Regions from separate parts of the Rattus norvegicus genome. Here region 1 is linked to region 2. The links are chromatin contacts, called in public Hi-C maps. All regions are on one chromosome and are shown on one strand. Each heading gives the region's core, a stretch centred on a gene start, on an enhancer-like site or on the middle of the called end of the contact. The rest is flanking DNA. Distances are from core to core; before and after follow the strand shown. Region 1 has its middle 180 kb from the start of Tle3. Region 2 overlaps Tle3 (TLE family member 3, transcriptional corepressor).

Evidence for each region. A called contact is a pair of places that touch in the nucleus more often than the background predicts.
Region 1: a Hi-C map of Schwann cells shows a contact between it and region 2, with 2.6 times the contacts expected there. The contact joins two enhancer-like sites. A contact is called at or near these places in 2 of 12 Hi-C or Micro-C datasets (Schwann cells and frontal cortex).

Annotation. Positions count from the first base shown.
Region 1 is chr8:70,927,257-70,932,318 of GRCr8, reverse strand. No RefSeq gene overlaps it. Among named protein-coding and RNA genes, the nearest start is that of Tle3, 180 kb to the right of the region's middle. Within about 2 kb of position 1,693, at least 53 of the 93 cell types and tissues checked have an H3K27ac peak or open chromatin away from gene starts, as enhancers often do. A contact at or near this core is called in Schwann cells, where this site is marked.
Region 2 is chr8:70,782,083-70,787,036 of GRCr8, reverse strand. It overlaps Tle3 (TLE family member 3, transcriptional corepressor), which reads right to left. Exons shown (of 20, transcript NM_053400.2): 7 at 4,036-4,240; 8 at 2,602-2,618. Among named protein-coding and RNA genes, the nearest start is that of Tle3, 31 kb to the right of the region's middle. Within about 2 kb of position 1,351, at least 47 of the 93 cell types and tissues checked have an H3K27ac peak or open chromatin away from gene starts, as enhancers often do. A contact at or near this core is called in Schwann cells, where this site is marked.

The sequences.
Region 1 (5,062 bases), core at 444-2,943, 140 kb before region 2:
TTATCCAGTCTGGAACAAGAGGAAGAAGCAAGAGCACTAGGATGTTGGTGGCTGGGGGAGAAGAGAGCAGAGACGGGGCAGGTCACATCAGTCCTACAGCCTCCCGTGTGCTGTGCAGCGGTTATGAGAACCAGTGCTTCCCACACCACACTCATCCCAAACAAGTTCCTGAGCTTGCTGTGAGAGAATGGGAGACTCAAGAGCCTGAACCACTGACTTTCTGTAGCAGGTGTGGCCGGCCACATTCTGAGGGAGAGAGGGGACACCCAGTCACTCAGTCTTTTCAGCAATAACAGCAAATGTTGATGGCTGACATTTGCTGATCACATACATGGAGGCTTGCTGTATGTGGCACAATGGTGACACACTTGCTGTATGTGGCACATTGGTGACACACTTGCTGTATGTGGCACATTGGTGACACACTTGCTCATGTTGTATGTGGCACATTGGTAACATACTTGCTGAATGTGGCATATTGGTGACACACTTGCTGTATGTGGCACAATGGTGACACACTTGCTGTATGTGGCACATTGGTGACACACTTGCTGTATGTGGCACAATGGTGACACACTTGCTGTATGTGGCACATTGGTGACACACTTGCTCATGTTGTATGTGGCACATTGGTGACACACTTGCTGTATGTGGCACATTGGTGACACACTTGCTGTATGTGGCACAATGGTGACACACTTGCTGTATGTGGCACAATGGTGACACACTTGCTCATTTTTATCATCCCACCAGTCGTGAGGAGTAGATCCTACAGGTATACCCATTTCACAAAGGACACCAAGATTTGGAGGAGGGAGTAGTTTGTTGAGTTCAGGTCAGGTCTCCTTAGCCTCAGCCAGTGTAGTCTCTGTGGGATTAGATTTCAGGAGAGTCGTGCAAAGAGCACTTAGCTGGACATGTGGACCTCCATGTCAGGCAATCCTTCGCCTATGAACATCAAGGAGGCATTTAAGGAGGTCTTAGCAGGGTTCGGGCCATCCAAGTGGCTGTAACCTGCAACATTTCTGGGATATTCAGTACAGACACCCCTGCTGGTGACCATCAGCTCTTCTTGGAGGGGACACAGGCAGTTTTTGGCTCCTTTTCTTCCCTTCCTTAGCTTCCCTTCTATCCATGGTCCAACCCTTAGCTAAGGTTGTTAGACACAATAGCTTATGTGTCCTACACATAGGCCCACGCAAAGGACTACTGTCAATGAGCCCTTGGCCTGATGACACAATGTAACAATTTCATTAACTGTATATAAACTTCTATCCATATTCTCCACCATGGCAAAGCCACAGGTGCTGAAACCCCGCCTATGAGGTGGTGCTATATTTGCATATAATTTGCATACTTGTTCACTTCCTCTTTAAGGCATCTCCGGATTCTGTGAGCTATCCAAGACAACACAAATGGTATGTAAATAGTTGGGATACTCGGCTAAAGTGTGGTAAGGGAGAGAGCCAGTACGTTTTCAGTACGGACCCAATACGTTTTTTTTTTCCCAAGTATTTTCAAACCATGGGTGACTGAATTCCTGCACTTGAGAGCCATGGACAGTGAGTGCTGGACTCTGCCAGGCTGCTGTGGGAACTGAATGAGACAATGTATTGGCAAGAGTGACAATGGCCCAGTGTGTTTGGCCTTTTCTTTAGAAAGAAGGGAACACAGAGACTACTCTGTGCAGTCCTTGTGCCTACAGCAAGGGTAAACAAGATGCTTGCCCTGGAGAGAGGAGGCTAAGGGCTTTGTGCTCATCTCATGCCGCTCAACAATTAGCCCTTGAGGCTGCTGTAATTATTTTTAGGGCTGAGGGAGAACGAAGGCTCAGAGAGGGTAATTAATTTGCCCCAGGTCACCCAGCCAGAGAGCAGCAACAGGTCTAAAATACAAAGACATCCTTGTTGTCCACATTTTATTTCCCAGAAGTGCCCCCATGTCCCTTGGCAGGAGACAGCCTGCAGAACAGGACCTGGTGTCTTGGACTTGCCTTCTCCCTAGGCAGGGTTCTGACTGGGTTTCTGGGTCTCCCGGTGGTGCAGGGTTGGGAGACTGTCACAATGGCCAGCTCAGCACAGCAGTGAGGGGTGGAGGAAGGCAGTGCTTGTGACAAGGTCTTATGCCTTCATCACCTGGATCAGGACTTCTAAAAACAGTCTTATCCCAGGTCCTCCATAGTGAGGATGCAGCCAGCCTAGGGCCGTGTCTTAGTGATGCCATGGGGCTTGGATTTAGGGCTCCTGTGGACACCCTCACCCCTACCCTACACCCTCATCCCTACCCTACAACCTCACCCCTACCCTATAACCTCACCCCTATCTGCCTGCCACTGTCAGTCAGAGCTGCTCCAGCAAGAAGGAAAACTTCACTAATTAATTAATATCAATCCAGGACCCACCTGGATCAGGCTTCTTGCTGATCAAGAAAAGAAGGTTTGGACATGGCATGGGCTAGCCCCCTTGTTCACTCCTTGTACGGTAGCCAGTGTGAGGAAGAAACAAGGCCTTGGGCATAACTGGAGCATGCCTACCCTGGCTTTGATGCTTCAAAAGGTGTGACTGTGTCCAGGGTGCCTGGTACTGGCAGTCAGACTTTGTTGGCCAGGCTCAGTTCTGCACAGAAAGTTGGTGCCAAGTCAGGGCAGGCAGCCTGTGGATGAAAGGGCAGCCATGATTGGCAGGCCTGTTCCCAAGGGTGTTGCAGTTTCAGTTAGCCTGGTTTCCACAGTAAAAATGCCTATTTGTGAGGAGAAAAAAGTATGCATGCTATTTCTTCATGCATTAAAAAAACATGTCATTGTGTATGTATGTGCAAGCCATGCACACATGAGGGGTTGTGGGACAAATGGAGGTTCAGAAAACTTGCAGGAATCACTTCTTTCCTTCTACTATGTGGGTTCTTTGGATCAAATATTTGGTGGACACCCCTTTATCTTCTGAATTGTCTGGCTGCTCTCTTTCCAACCTTGCATGGTACCGTGGGGGCAAGGGACAGGGCAGCTACAGTTCCCTGGCTCAAGGGAAGTAAACTGATGTCTCCTCTCAGAATGGCCATGTTGGAGCTGGGGAGAGGCCACAGGAAGATGTTGGTCTGTTCTTTTCCTAATTCTGACCACAAGTCAACTTTCTTGCACGTGAAATCTCAGTGAGAGCTCATAGATCGCATCCCCTTCTGCTTCAAGGTTTGTGTGGGCTCAGGCCAGCCAGGAGCTCAGAGCCCCTGCTGCCTGTGGAAGACTCTGAGGTAACAGCATCTCCTCTCTGTGGGAGGCAGAGAAACCATCGGTCCATTACCCTTGCCATGACTATCTTCCTGGGTCAGCTCGGTTGGCTAGGGTAGATGCCAGCCCAAGTGGATGGCACTATGCACTCTCTTCCCAGGCAGCAGGGAATGTACTTATGGTTTCCTACCTTGCTGTGGATCTGGATTCTAAAGTCTATTAGGATCATGTGTGTGTGTGTGTGTGTGTGTGTGTGTGTGTGTGTGTGTGTGACCTTGAGCACAGGCTGCTTTCAAGTCCCAGAGAACCCTGGAGCCATGCTGCTATCTCAGCCCATTTCCCAACTAAATTGCAGTCTTAGAGATTTGAATAGATTTCTCCTAGGGTATATCTCCCATCTGATGCTCTCGTTCAGTCTTTTGGGGAGGAGACAGCATGTCCTTGGGATCCTGGGGAGCTACAAGAAAAGAGAGGCACTACTAGAGGTGAGCGAAGATGCTGGAGCCCGAGGGAGCAGAGGGAGACCAGGCCCTGGGGAGCCTCAGGCACCCACCAGCAGAGGTTAGCCCTTCCCTTGCTGAGTTCCTTTCTCCTGTTGGAAAGAGCCACAGTCCACTTAGTAACTTCTTTCTCAATCTTAAAAATATCTTTAATTGAACTTTTTCTTTCCTGTTTTTTCCTCATGGTTACGACCCATTTAGGTCATCTACCCAACTTCCTTCCCACCTTGGCAGAACTCCTCCCTCCCTCTATCAAGGTGACACTTTGGTGGGAGTTGCGCATGGAGAAGGACATTAGCTTTTATGGGGTCAGCATTGACTGGGGACACAGAGGAGACAAGTCCCTTGCAGACACCTCGGAAGGTGTCTTGAGGGTGATGACCACTCCAAATGTACCACAGAAGGCATCACACTCCAAGTGCCAGGCTTTCTCTTGCTGTCCTCTCCTAGGGGCTCCTCATTCCCCGAAGCACCGACGCCATCTTCTCCAATCAACGTGCCTGCTCTTTACTCTGCTGGAAACGGCTGACACTGGTCTGTGGCCAGCATTTTGTATGCATTCATGTACTTAATAGGGATGTTTCTGGCCACCTACTATGTGCCAGCAGTTCTTCTAGACTCCTGGCAACTACAGAGGAATCAGAACTCACTATGTAGGCCAGGCTAGCCTCAAACGTACAGCAAGCATCCTGACTCGGTCTCCGGGTGCTGGGATTACTGGCATCAGCTACCACACCCAGGTTTTTTTTTTTTTTTTAACTTTTCCATGAACTGTATTTCTGAAACACCTACTCAGCAGTCTGCTGTGCTGACCCATGCTTCTGGCTCTGTTCCCCTGCTAACCCAGTCTAACTCAAGAAATGCATGAGGAACTTGTCTGGCAGAATTCTGTGTGTGTGTGTGTGGGGGGGGGGGTGTCTGAGTAGTGTGTGTATGTGTGTGGTGTATGGTGTGTGTGTGTGTGTAGTGTGTGTGGGGGTGTCTGAGTAGTGTGTGTATGTGTGTGGTGTGTGGGTGTGTGTTGTGTTGTGTTTATCTGTGTGTGTGTATGTGTGTGGTGTGTGGGTGTGTGTTGTGTTGTGTTTATCTGTGTGTGTGTATGTGTGTGTGTGTGTAGTGTGTGTGTGGGGGTGTCTGAGTAGTGTGTGTATGTGTGTGGTGTGTGGTGTGTGTGTGTGTGTGTATGTGTGTGTGTGTGTGTGTGTGTGTGTGTTGTCCTCTATCAATCTCTGCCTATTCTCTAGAAGCAGAATCTCTCACTGAACCTGGAGGTGGGCTAGAAGCAGTCTCTGTCCCCCACAGCAATGGGGTTAAAGGCATGAATGCACAGTCATGTTTG
Region 2 (4,954 bases), core at 102-2,601:
TATCGACATGAGTGGCCACAAGTCCACACATGCTGAAGATGGACGCTGGAGTCGTGTGGAAACACAGCAAGATGAGGTGCTCACAAAGAAGGACATTGAAGGCGTGTAGGGTAATCCTTCTCATCTCCTTTCCCCACTTTATTATTTTATCCCCAATGCTGGCCCAGGGATGGGGTTCACTGGCAGGGAACGAGGTGGGGCAGCCAGCAGGTGGATGGGTTTGGGGAATGGTGTGTGAGGGAGCCAGCCACAGAACTTAATTTCCTTTCCTAAGCCGGTTTTCTGGGCATCCCTTCCCTGCCAAGTTTCTGCCTGAAGCAAATTAAAATGGCAGAGTTATCAAGCCTTGAAGAAAAAAAATGGAGGTTATAATGGAACTGCAGCTCAACCTTCCCCGCAGCCGGGCGAGCGGCGGCGATGCGCTCACAGCCGCAATTCAATTAGTTGCTGCAAGCACAGGCAGAAAAAAAAAATCACCGTCATTTCATTTCATTTCCTCAGATGGTGGCGGCCACCCCGTGCTAAGCAGAAATGCTTCCAGCCCCTCAGGCTGGCTGCCCCTGCGCAGGCGGGTGATGGAGAGGAGGGAGGGGACGGGGTGGCTGCTCGTGTTTCTCCTTGCGACCCAGTGCGAGAACAGGGAACTCTTTCTTCTCATGCAGTCAGGCTGAAAACCCTCGCCGCTACCGGAGAGTCATGTCAGGCATTTAGCGGCATCGATCCAGCCCGCCTCTGGTTGGCAGGCAGCCAAAGAACTAAGTATTTTTTATTGCTTCAGCTAGGCAAGGAAATATGAATGAAGCTGCCTCTAATTGGACTCCAGGCTAACCCCTCTGGGGCAGCTTCCAGCCTGTCCCCCTCCCTTCTCTGACACAGCCTTGTCCTTCCTGCTGGAGCCCTTGACTGTTGACAACCTGTTTTCCTCAGGCTGATTATGTCAATCTCCACCATCTAACAGCACCATGGCCCTGAGGATGCAGCTCTCATAGTACCTACTGCCTAGCCCCCACGGGTACCCACTCTGAGATGCCCAGCCCTTAGAGGTCATGGGATTCATCCCTGTTCATTCTCCAGTCTGTGTTGAGTCAGCCTAGCTCGGATGCCAGGAGCATTATGCCGGGAAGGACTGCACACTTGGGGTCCCCCTGGGTTTCTGTCAGAAAGCTTTCAGCAGGAGTGCAAAGCCAAAAGGGAATAGGTATGAAGAAGTGGGTGCTGGGCTTCCAATACCTACTTCCTGGGGAAGGCCCCCTGCTGACCATGTCCTGTTACAAGGGGTCTGCCTATCAGAGCTGAGAGAGGCTGTCTGGGCAGGGTGATTCCCATGCTGTGCCAGAGACTGGGGCTCCGAGGTCAAGACACAAGACCTCACAAGGCTGAGACTGGATCAGAGCTGGAGAGGGCTGGAGGTTTGGGGCAGGGGTGGGGGAGACAACACAGATGGACACACCTATGCCAGCTACATAGGCAAACTGCCTCTCCAAAAACATGCCACGGTTTAAGGATCAACAGCAAAGCAATCAAGATGGATTTCAGCTTTAATCATTCCTTTCTTCTGTGCCAGGCCATTCCTGAGCCCAATGGGGGGAAGGGCGGGGCAGGCGGGAGGGGGGTGTGGATTTCTGAGCAGGCAGGCCAGGTAAGACAACTAAGGGGAGGTAAGAAAACAGTCTGGATGGTGGAGGCAGGGACTGGAAAGGAAGGCGGGTCAGGCAGAGGAAGCTTCCAGAGGAGGCTGCTGCCTGGATGGCTAGTTAAAGACCTGACATTCCAAGTCCTACTTAACATGAGGTAATAAGGAAAGCCACCCTAGCAGATTAAGATGGTCCCGGATACAAGCCCGGCGATGAGGAATAAAATAGCTCTGCTAATCGCTGGGGGATTCTTTTTTTTTTTTTTTATCCAGACTCCACTGTGCTTATTCAGAGGGCTTATTCACTTGAAACAGAATCTCGGAGCCTCAGTGTGATCAGAAAGATTTACAGCAAATCTCTGAGCTGGCAGACATGCAGGCGGGCGGCCTGGCCTTAATACCTGCTTGCTAGCACTTTCTTAAACTGAGTAAAAGTGCAGAGCAGGGAGAAACCTTGGGCATTTGAAGAAAGGAGGGTTTGGGATTATGCTAGAAGCAGGCATCCAACGTGCAGGGTTGATGAACCGTCAACCTAGGCAGCATCAGGGAGAGTTTGGAGTCCTGGGCTCAGGCCAATGGCTCCAAAAAGCCCCTGGGAAGATGTAAGGCTGTGGGCTAATGGCTTCAGTTGACCATGTCAAGGGGGACTTAGAGATCACTAATTAAAGCTCAGGCAACAGAGGACAGTAACTCCTACATTATGACAGACAGGAACTACCCCTAGTACTGGATATGGGCAGAGACACTGTCACCCACACATCAGCCCTGAAGCCAGGTCTTCCAGCCGTGGGCACACACAGACAAACGAAACATAAAACCCCAGCTTCCACCCACAGAGCAGAACGGGAAACTGGGGTTAGCTGTGGGTAGCACAGGCTACTTGCCAGGCCTGTAGTTCTAGGAACAAACCTCTAGGCAGGCCCACCCTCCTCCTGTACCCACCCTACACCAAGAGCACCCTCACTTACCGTGCTGGACTCTCTCTCTGTGAGGCAGGAAAGCCAGGGCAGGAGGAGGGTCAGGACCCCAAAGAAAAAGAAGGGGGAGAAAACAAGGTAAAAGGTCACTCTCAGCTCTGCTAACCTTTGTGATTCACTAAAGCCACCTCACTGGTTAACCTGACTCTAGTTCCCTGGGTACAATGAAGGCAGGTCCCTTATATATCATCCCAATGGCTTCCTCCCACCAGTGCCCAGCATGACCTGGAATCCAGGCCACTAGCCTGCTTCCTGGTGTGTCAAAAGAGCCTTGGCTCACCATACTTTCTGAAATCACAAGCGAAAGCTGGGAGCTGAGAAGGTTAATGCTTTTTTAAAACAAACAAACAAACAAACAAATCCCATGCAATTTGGAAATGACTTCTACAGTTTTGCTTTCTTAACGCCATTCTCTGTTTCTTTGCTAAAAAGCCCCCAGAAACTTAGGCCTCTGTCACACTGGCCCAGCTAAGTAGCAGCTCTCACTGTCCTCTCCTCTGTCAAGAAGGGACAAATTAGTTGGCCTCCGCCTCGGCTCCTAGGATACAGCTCAGAGTAGGGCTTGGACGGTGTCCTTCCTGAAACTCCCTGGGAGCTTGGAAGATGTTGACTATGTGGACCAGTAAAAACCTAAAAGCCAACCGAATGAATGCACAAGTTGGCAGCTTTACTAAGCGGCTGCATGGGGCCAGGTCCTTGTTCCCTCTGATATCCTTCTGAGACCCAACAGTGCTATGCAGATGGCAAGAGCAAGAGCTCTGATTCCTCATCCCTCCAGTTACTCCTCTACTGGAGTATTCCTGAGACCCAGCACAGAGATGGTCCACTAACTAGTCTGAGAGGGTCTGCAAGATTCTGGGCTGACCCTGAACTCACTACACAGATAAGAATTACCATAACCTTTCCCTCTTTTTGCCTCCAGCTCCCAGTTGCTGGGCTTACTGGAATGCACTACCACCCCTGGTTTAGATGGTGCCAAGGCATGAACTCAGGGTTCGGGCATGCTTGGCAAACACTCTCACCAACTGAGCAACACCCCCAGCAGCGCTACCTCTTGGAAGGTTTCCCAATGGCGAGATACAGGGATTCAGGAAGACAGCAACACAAGGCTACAACAAGGCCCCAACTCAAACTCTTTTAAGAACAACCCCCGATGCAATCATGAACACACCCTGAAGGACTTGCAGGGCTGGCCCAAGAATAGGCAGGATGCCATTGGGAATTCAGGGGCTGTTGCAGATAAACAGACTGTTCCCCTGGTAAGTCACTGGGGGTCTAAATCAGCATTCCCATGCACTAAGCACTCAACCAATGGCTCCAAGTCTTAGCTAACACCAGACTAGGTGACAGTACTGGCCACGTCCTTTATGGTGTGTCCTCTAGCTCCAGCCCACCCTACCCAGCTCAGCCGACCCAGATCCACACCTCTGTGATCCAGTTCATGATGGTTCTTCTCATCCTTCACTGCCAAGTGGGCTTGGCTTCCCAGGGCACCAAGTGCCAGCAACCCAGAGCTGCTTCCTGTCACTGGGGGAATCCCAGGAGGTTGGAGGCCTGACGGGTGGGGTGGCAGCTGGACCGGGGGACCATGTGTGGCATGGGAGAGGTGCTGTGCCTGGAGTTGCTGCTGCTGCAATAAAGTTGGTGGTGAGCGATTACAGGTCGGAGAGGGCAGAGGATGGGTCAACTCTGCCCTTCCCCTCGCTCCTCCACTAGGAAGCGACAGGGAAAACATCCCCCCCAAACGTCCCCCCCCAGTCACATGCTCATCTTGCTCAACAAAATCTGTTAATGGACTGCAGCGTAGAAGATTTATGTCTTCAAGCGTCATCCCCCAGCTCCAGTTTCAGGACAGAGTTTCCCATGCCTGTTTCCAATCGCAAGATAAATAATGCATGCATTTAAAACCCACACGGTCACCAGGGCTTCCTTTCAATGGAGAGGAACCCATTTTTAAGCTCAAAGCTCATGCGTACATGCCTTTAACATCAGCAGCCAGAGCCTCCCACCCAAAGCTGGAACCTGGGGAAAGCCTCCCTGACTGAGCTTCTAAGGAAGCTGAAGTCTGGCTGGTGGAGTCGGGACAGGGTAGAGTCTGGCAGGGCAAAGAAGTCCCAGGGCTGGTGGAATCAAAGCTGATGTCCTTGGCCATCAGAGTAGAGAGAACAAAGAACCAGCAAGAGCTGAGCCTTTGGAACCAGATGGGCCAGGATCCTGGTCTTGATTCTGACACTATCTGCATGCCTGGGACAAGGAGTTCCAAATACCCTAAGCCTCAAATTTCCTCATCTGCATAAGGGAGGCGGCACCCACTGCAGGGGACTACAGTAAGGTAATGTGGGCT